2 separate regions of the Sus scrofa genome follow, and region 2 is linked to region 1. The links are chromatin contacts, called in public Hi-C maps. All regions are on one chromosome and are shown on one strand. The core of a region is the stretch at or near the end of the contact, and the rest is flanking DNA. Distances in the headings are between cores, read along the strand shown. Region 1 overlaps LOC110259999 (a long non-coding RNA gene). Region 2 holds the start of PELI1 (E3 ubiquitin-protein ligase pellino homolog 1).

Evidence for each region. A called contact is a pair of places that touch in the nucleus more often than the background predicts.
Region 2: a Hi-C map of retroperitoneal adipose tissue shows a contact between it and region 1, with 2.1 times the contacts expected there. A contact is called at or near these places in 1 of 5 promoter capture datasets (liver), 8 of 47 Hi-C or Micro-C datasets (alveolar macrophages, embryonic fibroblasts, liver and 3 more) and 2 of 2 datasets of targeted methods (alveolar macrophages and skeletal muscle).

The regions. Positions count from the first base shown.
Region 1 is chr3:77,574,671-77,580,928 of Sscrofa11.1, reverse strand. It overlaps LOC110259999 (a long non-coding RNA gene), which reads left to right. Exons shown (of 3, transcript XR_002342638.1): 1 at 1-1,349. Among named protein-coding and RNA genes, the nearest start is that of LGALSL, 98 kb to the right of the region's middle.
Region 2 is chr3:77,736,618-77,743,106 of Sscrofa11.1, reverse strand. PELI1 (E3 ubiquitin-protein ligase pellino homolog 1) reads right to left here and starts at 2,647. Exons shown (of 7, transcript XM_021087454.1): 1 at 2,297-2,647.

The DNA of each region.
Region 1 (6,258 bases), core at 1,684-4,183:
TCTGCTCTCTACCGGCCCCTCCTCAGGGTTTTACTCCTCTCCCCTTGAATGCATGAGCTCTACGAGGCTGCTGCAGACGCATCTGCTCCCACGCTGGCCACAAACGTCCATCTTTCTCAGGCAGCAACAGAGGAAATAAATAGCCTTTCCGGGCCTTCCTCTTGCAAATAATGGATATGCTGCCATAGATCTTCCTGCTTCTGCTTTTCCTGTCTCTAAAGGAAGTGCATCCAGTGGTCCCTGGCCACTGGGTCTTTGTTGGAAAAGCTGTTTTCCAAGATCATTTGGCTTTAAAAAAAAGCGATGAGCCCACAGGGACTTAGAGATTGTGTGTGTTGAGATTCACTCTATAGGAGACAGCCTCTTTCTTTGGCGGGGCAGAGGTAGGGGGAGGAAGTAAGAAAAGGGCAAAGTGAATAAAAATCTCACCTAAATCCTGCTGACGCCTGCTGTTCCTTCAAATGCTACCTCCCACCCTGCAGGGCTTTACAAAGCACTTGTTCATCTATTGCCTTGTAGGTGGAAAGAGAATTGCCCTCTTTCAACAAATGAGAAAATGAGGCTCAGAGAAGTTAAGTGACTTGCCCAAAATCACTCAGCTGGGGGTGACAGACTAAGGATTTAAGTCTAGGTCTCTTAATCTTATGTTTTTTCCAATACCCCAAAGCACCTCCCATGGGCTGCCAGCAGCCTGAACATTTAGCCCATTTGTGGAGGCTGGCATTTGGATCCCACTGCAGCGTGTTACCCACTTAAGCTTTATTTCTGAATCTGTATATTTAAGCAACAATTTTGTTTCAGAGGACTCCAGAGAGTGGCCTTATTTAACCTTCCTCTGGAGGTGTGTCTATCTGGTGGAGAACCATGAAGGGGCTGGGAGAGGAGGGGAAAGGAGGAGCCAGCAGGGAATTTTCCCAGTTTTCCACTGGGTGAAGCTGAGGTCCAGGGAGTCAGACAAACCCAGGATCCTCCTGGCATTCTGAACACTTGCCAAAATCTCTGCTCTTTGCTCTCATGACTCGTCTGGGCTGGTTCCAAGTGTGGAGGAGTGCAGTCAGCAGAAGTGTTTGTGCTGGGGGTAGGGGGCGGCAGGACTGATGCTATGAGGAAGGAGGGTGTTTACACCAAGAGTCCAGCCAAGCCTGGGGTCACAGGGACTGGTGCAGAGCAGAAAGTGTCCTCTGAGCTGGAGGGGTGTTGATCTCCTCCAGAAATTCTTGGATACAATAGCTTCTTCTGCACTAGCTGGCTATCCCCTCATGGTGCAGATGGAACACTCTGGTGAAAAGTTTTGGAGCTAAATAACTGGGTTCAAATATCATCTCTGCTGATTAGCTGACAGATCCTGGGTAAGTCTCTTAATCTCCCCAGGGATCAGTTTTTTCATGTTTGAATGAGAATATTAACATCCCCTCTTTGGGCTGTTCTGAGGTTTAAATGAACGATGTAAAGCAAAGAGCAAATGGTGACTTTGATTAGTAGGGGGTTTGAGGCAGCCAGGAAGTGGGAGGATAATAAAAAGAAGCTTTTTGTGATACAAAGACATTATCAAGGAGCAGGAGTGGGTTCGGTGGTGAGATCGATTGCAAGGACTTTTGTAAATAGCCCATATGCTAGCTCTGGGGGAGCACTGAGAAACTAGTTTGAAAAGCATAAAAGTCATAAAATAGCACCAGTATTTTTTTCCCTTAGTGTGAGCAAAAATATTCAAGCAGACAAACCCAAGCCAATCTTCTGGGAATAAGACTCTAAATATTACTTGTGAGTCACCTCAGCTTCCTTCCAAGAGAGAGACACCCCCATCCCTTCACGAAACACCCCCATCTATGACGCATTAGGGTTGTAGCTTCTCAGCTTCTCCCACCAAAATCATAGTCCCTCTTGGGCTGGACGACAGCCCTGTGTTCTGGTAATGTGTCTCCTCATTTCTGTCCCTCTGGTGGTTAAAGCCAGTTTCCAAAACATCCCATCAAGAGAACAGGACGCTCGCCAACTCCTATAGCGGACAGTAGGTGGCGCTGGACCCCATGTTATTCAGGCAACTAACACTGCTTCTCTTCCTGGAAAATTATTTCTGCAGTGAGGTCCTCTCCTTCCCAAAGAACTGGGGGGCTACTTCAGTTTATGCCACAAGCATAAAGGGCCACAAGAAGATCATCCTTGCTTTTCTGCTAACTGGGACACCGTCCTGGTGTGGCTGCACAAGGCAATTCCCAGACCTGAGGCTGAAGACCTAGCGGTCATTTGCTGAGCTATATATAACTTGTTAGGAACAAGTAGCCCTTTTCAGTTTCTGCTCTGCCCAGAGAGGCAGGAAGGAACAGAACTTTCTCCCTTAGGAGGAGGTGGGTGTAAAAAAAAAAAAAAAAAGAGGCAGAGTAAGTTCTTTTGGATGGTAGTGGGTTAAGGATCTGGAGTTGCCATAGCTAGGTCACAGGCAGCAACTGCAGCTCAAGTTCCATCCCTAGCCCAGGAACTTCCACATGCCGGGTGTGGCCATTAAAAAAAAAAAAAAAAGGCAGATCTGTAAGGCTCCTTGGTGAGCTGCCCAGCATCTGCCCTTTCCTCTGGGACAAGAGCTGAGGGACCCCAGGCAATTTCATTCCAGGCCCTGCCCCCCAGGGGGAGACCATCCAACCTCAGCAACCCTGAAAAACTGAGTTGTGGATTGTTTTCTGTCCAGGGATGGGTTGCTTCCTTTCATTGCACTGAAAGTACACCCTCGCCTATATCAAGAGCATATTGGGACCCTGACTGCTGTAATCACAAAGCTCTTACGAACAGTATAAAAATAAGTGCCAGTGTAAAGGAATTTCCAGTTTTCTAAGAATTATGAGCATTCTTTATAGGTGCAGAGGCAGGTGAGTTCCATTTTCTGTTTGCAGATGAAGTGATGACACCCCAGTGCCTCACTGGAGCTGCTGGGACTGATGCCTCTTTGCAATGATGATGATCATTACTGCTTATTATCATTTTCACAGTTATGTTCCCTTCCATGTGCAAGAGGCCAAATAGACATTTGCTTAAAGACAACTTCTGGCTACTGCTTTCTGTTTGGCTGATACTATCTGGGCAAAGAAGGGCTGAATGTGGAAAACCACCAAAGGAGGGTGAACACTGAGCACACCTTTGACTTCTTGGCCAAGGGTGTGGGGGGGTTTCCTTCAGAGGAAGGAAGGAGGTTAGGCTCCGCAGAGCTGGAAGGCAGATGTGCAGGGAGGGCAGATGTGTTGGCAGAGCTGTTAAGAAGGCAACTGGGAAGTCCCCATCAACCAGCCAATGAACACATTCGTGGTACCTACCATATAGAAAAGAAATGGTGTGCCTCTGTGAGGTCACAAAGACCTTTAAGTTTTTGCCTCTAAAGAGCTTATGGTTCACTGTCATTGGGACAAGTATGGCATACACGATAAAAAGAAAATAATGACTCAGAGAAGTCTTAGAGAATGTCCTAGCTTGGTTGTGTGGAGATTCCCTTTGGAGCAATGAGGAGGGACTCGGGGGCAGGGGGAGGAAGGGACTAGGTTGGGATTCCTGGTGGTCTTGAGTGGACCTTGTCATCTGTATAACATGTGGCTTGCCCCTAGGTCATGTCTAGGCTATAGATGTCCTCCTGGGATGAAAGTGGAACCAAAGGCCCAGAGTGCCTGGTGATATTTTGTACCTGCTAGATGCTTGTGTTTTGACCCGGGGAATCAGAGAGCAGTCACCTGGGGCAGGTGAACTTTCTACCTTCTAGCCCTCCTCCCTACAAGGTTCTGTTCCCCAGGTCCTTGGAGGTGTGGGTGCAGTTCCCACATCCACCATCCCCACTTCCAGTCAGTCCTCAACTCTGCTGCTAACGTTCCCCTTCCTCCCCAACCCCACGCACCACCAGTGCCACAGCTGAGGCCTCATCACACCTGGTCTGCTGGGCTTTTCTTTTTAAAATAAATAAAATGATTTCTATAGGAAATAAAGCCACATGGAAATGAATGCACATGCATAAATCTGACAAAAGCATTTACAGTAAAAGTAAGCCTCCCTTCACCCTTGATCCCAGGTCCCTTGCCTCCCAGGTCCTCCCCCAGAGGCAGCCACTGACCCCCCACCTGCAGTCCACCCCCTTCTCTCCCTACCAGCCCAAGTCTTGTCCAACAACCCTTTTCTGCTCTCTAGGACCTTGTTTTTATTTTATTTTATTTTATTTTTTGTCTTTTTGCCCTTTTTTCTAAGGCCGCTCCCACGGCATATGGAGGTTCCCAGGCTAGGGGTCCAATCGGAGCTGTAGCAGCCAGCCTATGCCAGGGCCACAGCAACGCGGGATCCGAGCCGTGTCTGCAACCTACACCACAGCTCACGACAACGCCAGATCCTTAACGCCGGATCCCTAACCCACTGAGCAAGGACAGGGATCAAACCCACCACCTCATGGTTCCCAGTCAGATTCATTAACCACTGCACCATGACGGGAACTCCACCTCGTTTTTTTTTTAAAGCACAAATTGATCCTGTTATTCCTTGTCCTTGGATATATGAAAATGCAAACTCCTTGGCCCAGCCTGCAGGCCCTTTCCTATCAGGCCCCACAACCTTCTCCAATCTTCTTCCACCTCCAGCCCCACTCGCAAGCTCTGTTCCAGCCAGGCTCAAGCATTTACAGGGGCCTATATCTGTACTCTCATCTGACACAGTGCATTTTTTTTGTCACACCCTTAGCATGTGGAAGTTCCCTGGCCAGGGACTGAACCTGCGTTGCAGCTGCACCCTGCACCACAGGGGAACTTCCTGGCATGGTATAATTTAAAAAATAGGAGTTCCCGTCGTGGTGAGGTGGTTAACGAATCCGACTAGGAACCATGAGTTTGCGGGTTCCGTTCCTGCCCTTGCTCAGTGGGTTAGGGATCCGGCGTTGCCGTGAGCTGTGGTGTAGGTTGCAGACGCGGCTTGGATCCCGCGTTGCTGTGGCTCTGGTGTAGGCCAGTGGCTACAGCTCCGATTGGACCCCTAGCCTGGGAACCTCCATATGCCGCGGGAGCGGCCCAAAGAAATAGCAAAAAGACAAAAAAAAAAATAAAAATAAAAAATAATTTTTGATTTACTTTTTTGAATAGATAACACAAATATACACAATCCTACTCCTCCACCCACCACTATTTACTAATTTCTTATATTTCCTTCCAGATAATGTTGATGCATATTCCTTTTTTGCCCAAATCATAATATGCAATTCATACTTTATTTCGCCACTATATCCTCCCCTTTTCATCCAAATGATAACATGTAATTCTCATTGTCTATGTCTACTTTTTTTTAAATTTAGTAATGAAACCCTAGAAATCTTTCCATAGCAATTCATAAAGAGCTTTCTCATTGTTTTTCGCAGCTCTGTGGTATTCAATGGCTTGGATATACTCTAATCTGGCAAACTTTTTCTATAAAAGAGCAGTCAATAGTTGAGGTTTTGTGGGCCATCCAGTCTCTGTGAAACCACCCCCCTCTGTGCTCTAGTGCAAAGGCAGCCCTGGATGGTGTGGAGACAAAGGGACCCAGCTGTGTTCCATATAACTTTATACATGGACACTGACGTTAGAATTTTATATGATGTTCATGTGTCACAAAATAGAATTCTTCTTTGGATTTTTTCAACCATTTAAAATGTTAAAATGATTCTTAGCCACAGGCTGCATAAAAGCAGGCAGAAGGCTAGTTTAATGAGACTTTGCTGATCCCTAACTTAGTTTATCAGTTCTCAATTAATGAGCATTTAAATTGTCTCTAATCTTTTGGTGCAATTTATAATCATGTACATATGTCCCTTCACATGCATGCAAATAGATCTCCCTGGAGGGTCAGGTCTGAGAAGCAGAGTTGCTGGGTCAGAAGGTATACGCCTTTATTTTGCTCAAGATTGCCAAATTGCCCTTTTGGGGCTATAACTAGTGTACATGCCCACCAGCAATAGATGTGAATGTCTGTGTCCTCACAACTAACCATGTTTTTTCAAACTTGGGTTTTTTGCCAAGCTAATAGGTTAAAAAAAAAGCATCTCAGCACTTTCGATTTGTATTTTTCTTACCATGAGGGAGGTTGGACATCTTTTCAAATGTTTAACAGCCATTTGCATTTCTTTTCTGTGAGTTGTCTTTTCATATCCTTTGGTCATATTTTTATGAATCTTTTCTTTAGAGATTTGTTTATATTTTCATAATTTTAGGAGATTAGCTCCTCCGTCTGCCGAGTCACACATACTCTTTGCAGATTTTCGTTTGTTTGTTC
Region 2 (6,489 bases), core at 1,398-3,897, 160 kb before region 1:
TTCTAGCCTCTGACAGTCCACACTAACTTCCGCCTTTGGACTCCAGTGACTGAATAAAGACATTGTGTTAGTAGCTTCCTTAAAATACAAATGTCTGGTAAATCTGGCTTGTAAATGCTACAGGAAAAGTTCAACATAACCAACTGTAAGGTGACTTAAATGAAAATTTTAAGGAGAGCACAGACTTTTGCCCCTTTCCCCTCAAATCTACCACTAAAGCACAATTCCCAGCTCATTTTTTTTTCAAGTCAATAACTACTATTATTACATTACAGCACTTCCATAACACTAATAAAAACCTAGGTAACAAGTTTTCTCTTTAAAAGTCTTAAATTTATTAGATGAAGCATTATAACCACTTCACTACATGCATCTTTCCATACATACCCTTAACTATTTTTCAACTGCTTGTTTTAAACTTAAGATTTCTTTCAACATACTATAGAAAGAGGACTTTCAACATACTATAGAAAGAGGTCAGGTTAGAGGACAGGTTATCAAAATAAACATCTTTCCCTTTACTGATGGAACCACCAGAGTCTAAAATCTGGGGGCAACTATAAAATACGAAATTAAATTCAGGAGAATTTAGGATAAGAGAAAGTACTGTTACTCCAATTCTGACAATTAGTCACCTCAGGAAATAACTAACTAGTAGTGATGATGCTTGATTTAAAATTTTGGTACCTTCCAGTCTGGATCAATTATCAAAATAAACAAACTTGTTCTCAGCATTAAGTATTTTCTTCTAGAAGAGGATGTTAGTGTGAATAAAAAACATAAAAATGCATATGCTTTATTTGTACAAGAAAGACAATGTTTTGAGAGCTGTAAATCTGATCACCCTGAAAAAACATTTTGTTGGTTATAAAGAAAAGGTCATAAACGGAAACAGAAGAGCTTAAGAAACTGAACCTTCTCCACAACTCAAAAATTTACATTCACACTACTAGGCAAACTAAAAAAAAAAAGCAAAACAAACAAACAAAAAAACAGCAAACAAAAAACCTCTTACGGTTCTCCTCAATTACAAAAGAAATACATATTCAAGTAGAAAAAGACAAAGCCAGTTGTGAAACAAAAGATCAGCTGCTATGCAAACAAAATAGCATTTTGTAGAATAAGAGAAGTACACAGCCTTTGAACCAAAACAAATAGATGACCTTTTCTTACACTTAAAGCTTCTGGTTCTTTGTACAACCAGTACCTTATGGATAAGGTGCTCACTCAATTTGATGACTAAACGATGGGAAGGCTGTTGGTGCTATTAAAACCAAGACACAGTTCCTTGTGTGTTGTGACTAAATCTGTTAAACCTACATTAAAAAAAATCTCTGCCCTCCCACCCCCATGATTGCTGTCTTGCCTACCCGCAGGTACAAAAATAAAAGCAGATGGGTGAGATGAGTTTATGGTGTACAGTATTCTTTCTCCCCATTCGTAGCATTTTTCAAGAGTCCTTTGAGGTTTTAAGATTCAAAACATCGTGTAAGAAGAGTTATTGTTTCAACTACCTAACAATTACCCAGACTTCTTTTAGACTTCGGTTAACCTGTAAGTAAAATGAGTATCTTCAACTTTTCCATAGGGCACTGAAGAACCAGTTCTTACTCATAAATGCTTTCAGGTCCTCAGACACCAGGCGTGGTGGAAGATCAAGGGTATCCATCAATTAGCGAGCTCTTCCGGACCTCAGTTTACCCACTTACGGAAACCGGGGCATTAACTTTGTTTCGTAGGGGCCCCGGAGGTGTAACTAATTGGTGTTTTTAAGTGCTCTGAGATCCACAGATGAAAGGAAACGCGAGGGACAAGCAGTGATGATGACAATAATCATGACAATAAACAAAATGACTAACTTGGAAGTCTGTGTTATGTAAAGAAGGAAAAAGAAGTTATCAGATTCGTACAAACAAAAGAAAAGCCCTCCGCCCCCCTTTGTTTCTCTTTCAATTCTACCTCGTTCCCCGCCCCCGCGAAGCTCCCCTCCCTCAGCTGGTGGCCCGGCGCGGGGCGCGGGGCTCGGACTTGGCCGCCGCGCGCCCGTTCCTGGGCGGAGGGGGAGGGCGCGTCGGGCCGGCTCCTGACAAAGGCGCTTCCTCCTGCGAAGGCGCGGGATGAGGGCGCCGCAAACTCCGCTTCGGCGCGGGGGCGCGCAGGCGGGCGGGGAAAGCTGGCCGCCTAAACCCGGCCGTCCGCCCCGGGAAGCCGCCGAGGAAGTTGCGCGCCCGCCTGGCCCGCACCCCTCGCCCGCTCCGTGTCGACCCCTCCCGCGGCGTGCCGCGGCCACACTCACCGGACAATTGCTGGTGGCCGGAATCCCAGCACGGCCCCGAGACCCGGGGCGAGGGGGTGAAGTGTGCGTGCGCGGGGAGCGCGAGCAGACAGCCCGGCGTTCCGCCGCCGCCTTCCGCGCCAGCCGGCCGAGCCCGGCGAGGGGAAGTTGGCCGCGGAGCTGAGCGCTGACGAGCCGCGGGCGGAGGGAGAGCCGCGGGGCCCGCTTTGTGATGCGCTCCCGGAGGGCTCGAGGCAAACCCGAACGCGCGGCTCGGCTAGTGCTGCTGCTGGAGGCGGCAGCGGCGGCGCCCCCCGACGGTCCCTCCGCCTCACTCCGCCTCTGGGTCACTGACACACACTCAGAGGGAGGGGAGGGGACTAGCTGGAAGGCGGGGCCGGAGGGAGGGGACGGGGCAGGGCCATAGAGGGAGGCGGTGCCGCGGCGCCGAGCGGTCTCTTGGGAGTTGTAGTTCTCTGACTGAAGAAAAAGGGGTACATTGTTGAGGACGAGTCCCTGCTCGCTCCGCACTGCGCATGCTCGGGAGGGAGAGGGTCGGCCCCACTGTTACTATGGTCACAGACATACTGAGGAAGGGAACGTGTTCAGCGCGGCTGCTGGCTGAACAAGGCCCTCCTTGTGTTATGGTGCTGTTAAGGATCCTACTTTTAGCTGGTCCTTCTTACTTCGCTCCACCCCCAATTTCCTAACCTCACCACTCACAAGTGCTCAGTGAAATCTGACTTCTTCATATTTTGGTCTTCCCTGCTGCTTAATTTTATGCCATAAATGCCGAATCACAACCATTTCCCTTCCCTCAAGGGAGCCCTCCCTGCCTTAAATTCAAGGGTTTTTTCCGTTTATTTTTTTAACCTAAGACTTGTAGAAACGTAGTTGCTTCCAATAACTTTACAATTAAGTTATAAAACTGCTAGGAACAAATCCATTGTCAGATTCCCATAGTTAATTTCTTCGCTCAAGTCACATCTAACTGGCTTCTTTAAGGCCAGCAAAGGTAGAGCTCAGGATCAAGATCGCTATATCTTACTTGATCGGTGCAAAGTAATCAAACGTTTAAATTTTAAGGCCTAGAATTTTTAAGAAATAAGAATTTCATAAAGTATAAGTTCAAAAGATAAGTGAAAAGTTGAAAATTGTTTACTGTATATACATTGGCAACTTTCAATTAGCAATAAGAGAAGTCTGAACCACTGTCTGAGTATGCTGTTGGGCTGGTCAGCTAGGGCTACACCCATACAGGGCACCCAGGTGTAAATAGTGGCCGAAGAGGGTGGTGAAAGGCAAACATGTTATTGGATCTCTAGAGGACTTAAGACAGCCTGTCCAAGCTCTTTTGTTTTTCTTCTCTGCCCACCTAGAACCCCATACTCTGGAAGAAAAAAGATCAATGTTTAGAAATCAGAAACAGGAAAAGTTGAGGTTTTCAGATAGAGAGTTTCAAGATCAAGGATCCTTATGTTTGCAGACCACATAATTATTCATTTAGAAAACATTCTTGAATATACTACGCCTCAGGTACTTTATTAGTTCTCAGAAAGAGAGATACAGGAATGTAAAAGAAACACTGTTTAAGTGCTTACTGTGCAAAAGAGGAGCCAGGTAAATAAATAGACTCAGTGTGATAATACCTTAATAGGAAAGTACACCAGGTGCTTCAACACACAGTTACCCCAGGCTCAGGCAGTTTCAGAAAATGCTTCAAAGAACGCTTAAACTTGAGGATGACTAGGAGTTAGTGTGTTTGTGTGCTTTGGTGGAGGAAGAAAAGAGAAGTGAGTGAGAGCAGAGGGTGGGGGGGCTGGGGGTGAGGTGGAAGGCAGCAAGAGCAAAGTGCTAGAGGCATTAGAATTTGGTTCAGCAAAGAGTTCAGCATTGCTGGTTGTAGGGTGGAATTGAAGGGAGTGGCAAGAGGAGACAGTGAAAGGTAAAGGAGACAGATCATGAAGAATCTTGTACCATATGCTAAGGAATATAGGCTCTTTTCTACAAGCAACAGAAAGCCATGCCAAGATTGGAAGCACATGAAATTTTGATAAGATATGCACTTTAGAAATGCATTTTATGCATTAAAAAAAAAAAAAAAAAGGCCTGAATCAGCAGTGGCAGAAGACAGAACTGAGGGAAATCACACTATTTAAGGAATAGAATTAATAGAACCTAGTGATTAAACAACCTTTGTTTGGGGGTGAAGTTATCAATTAAGATGCTTTCTGTTGTAAGCAGCAAAAAACCCAACTCTAACTGGCTTAACCAATAAACCCAACATTGACCTGCCTAAACAGAAAGTCCAATGAAAAGATGGGCTACAGGGCTGCATGATTCATCAGCTCAGTGATGTCAATAAGGACATGTTTCTTGTTCCATTGCTTTTCCTCCTTATGTATTGGCTTTACAGTTGCCAACAATTCTTGTGGCTGTAAGTTTCACCATCTAGATCCAGAAGAGAAGAGAAAGAGGGAATTGTTTTTGAAAACTCTTTTAGAAAGGAGAGAAAATTCCTTTCCCAGAAGCCTTAAGGATTGATTTATGGTGGCCAAGAGATGGCATGAGGCTAGTTATCTTAGGATAAAACCATATGCCCTGACTCTAGATCCAAAGCTGTGATGGAAATGTGTGAATATCCCCCCCAAAATTGAGGTGATTACCTAGAAAAAGAATGGAGACTGGGGAGAACCACAATATCTCCTACAAGGAAGCAGAAGGATGATGACTCAAAGATGTTCAGTGTGTATGATTATAAGCTAGTAATGCCATTCATTGAGTTAGGGAATACAGGACATTGAGCAGCTTTTGAGGGGGGATTTGATATAATTCAATTTGGATATGCTGAGTTTGAGATCACTCTGGATCTAGGTGGAGAAATGGAGGGAACAGTCATTATATATATATGACTCTAGAGCTCTCTTCAGAAGATATATTGGAATATACCTTCATATAGAATTTCAATGGTAATTGAAATTTTGAGAGTGGATGAGCTCATCCAGGGAGAGTACGAACATCAAAAACGGAGTTAATAATAGCATCCAGGGGAACACCAGATTTAAAGAATAGGTAGGAAGAGCCTGAAGATGTCTGGGAACCAGCAAGAAAACTAGGAGATACAAAGTAGGAAATGTAATCTATAACCAAGAAAAAAGTCAGTCAATAAACAAAGACAGAAATGACAGAGATGGTAGAATTAGCAGTCAAAATATTAAAGCAGTTATTAAAAATATGTTCTCTATGCTGAAAGAAATTAAAGATATAAAAATAGATTTTTGTAGAAATTAATATTACAACTTCCAAAATAAAAATTTCACTGGATGATGAGTAAACTTGAGGCAATAACAGTAGAATCTAGCCAAAATAAAGTACATAAAGAGCGGAAACTAAAAATAAAACCAAAAAACAACAACAAAAAATGAAAAACAGCCTCAATGATCTAGCGAATAATACCAAGTATTCTAATATATGTGTAACTGGAGTTCCAGATTAAAGAGGGGTGAGAGGGGATGATAGAAAAATTATTTGAAGTAATACAGCTGAAAATATTTTCATATTTGATGAAAATTACAAATCCAGATACTCAAGAAATTTAGTATGTCCTTTGCAGTATAAACACACACATTCCCACACACTCATAAAAGCACTGTGAAAGACATCATTAAATTGTTAAAAATTAGTGTTAAAAAGATTAAAAGTAGCCAGTGGGAAAAAAGGTAGATTATGTATAGAGAAACAAAGAAAAAACTCAGTAAACTTCTAATCAGAAATTACGCAAGTCAGAAGATAATGAAAGGGCATTTTTAAAAGGACGAAAGAAGAGAAGCCTCTCACATAGAATCCTTTATTTAGAGAAAATATCTTTCAAAAATTAAAGCTAAAGAAAACAAAAGCTAAGAGGATGTTGCCAGCAGAACTGCATTACAAGAAATATTAAAGCAACTTCTTCAGCATTAAAAAACAAAACAAAACACTACATGGAAACTTGGATTATAGAATTAAAAGAATGAAAAGTGCCAGAAATGGTAACTATGTGAGTTGATATAAGACTTTTCCTCCTTATCTAAAAAAATTAGAAAAGGTAACTGACTGTTTAAAGCAAAAATATAACATGTCAAAGAAAAATGTTTAACAACAATAACAATTTGAACTAAAGGACGGAAAGGGGAAATTGAATTGTATTGTTGGGATTTACATTTTATGTGAAGTGC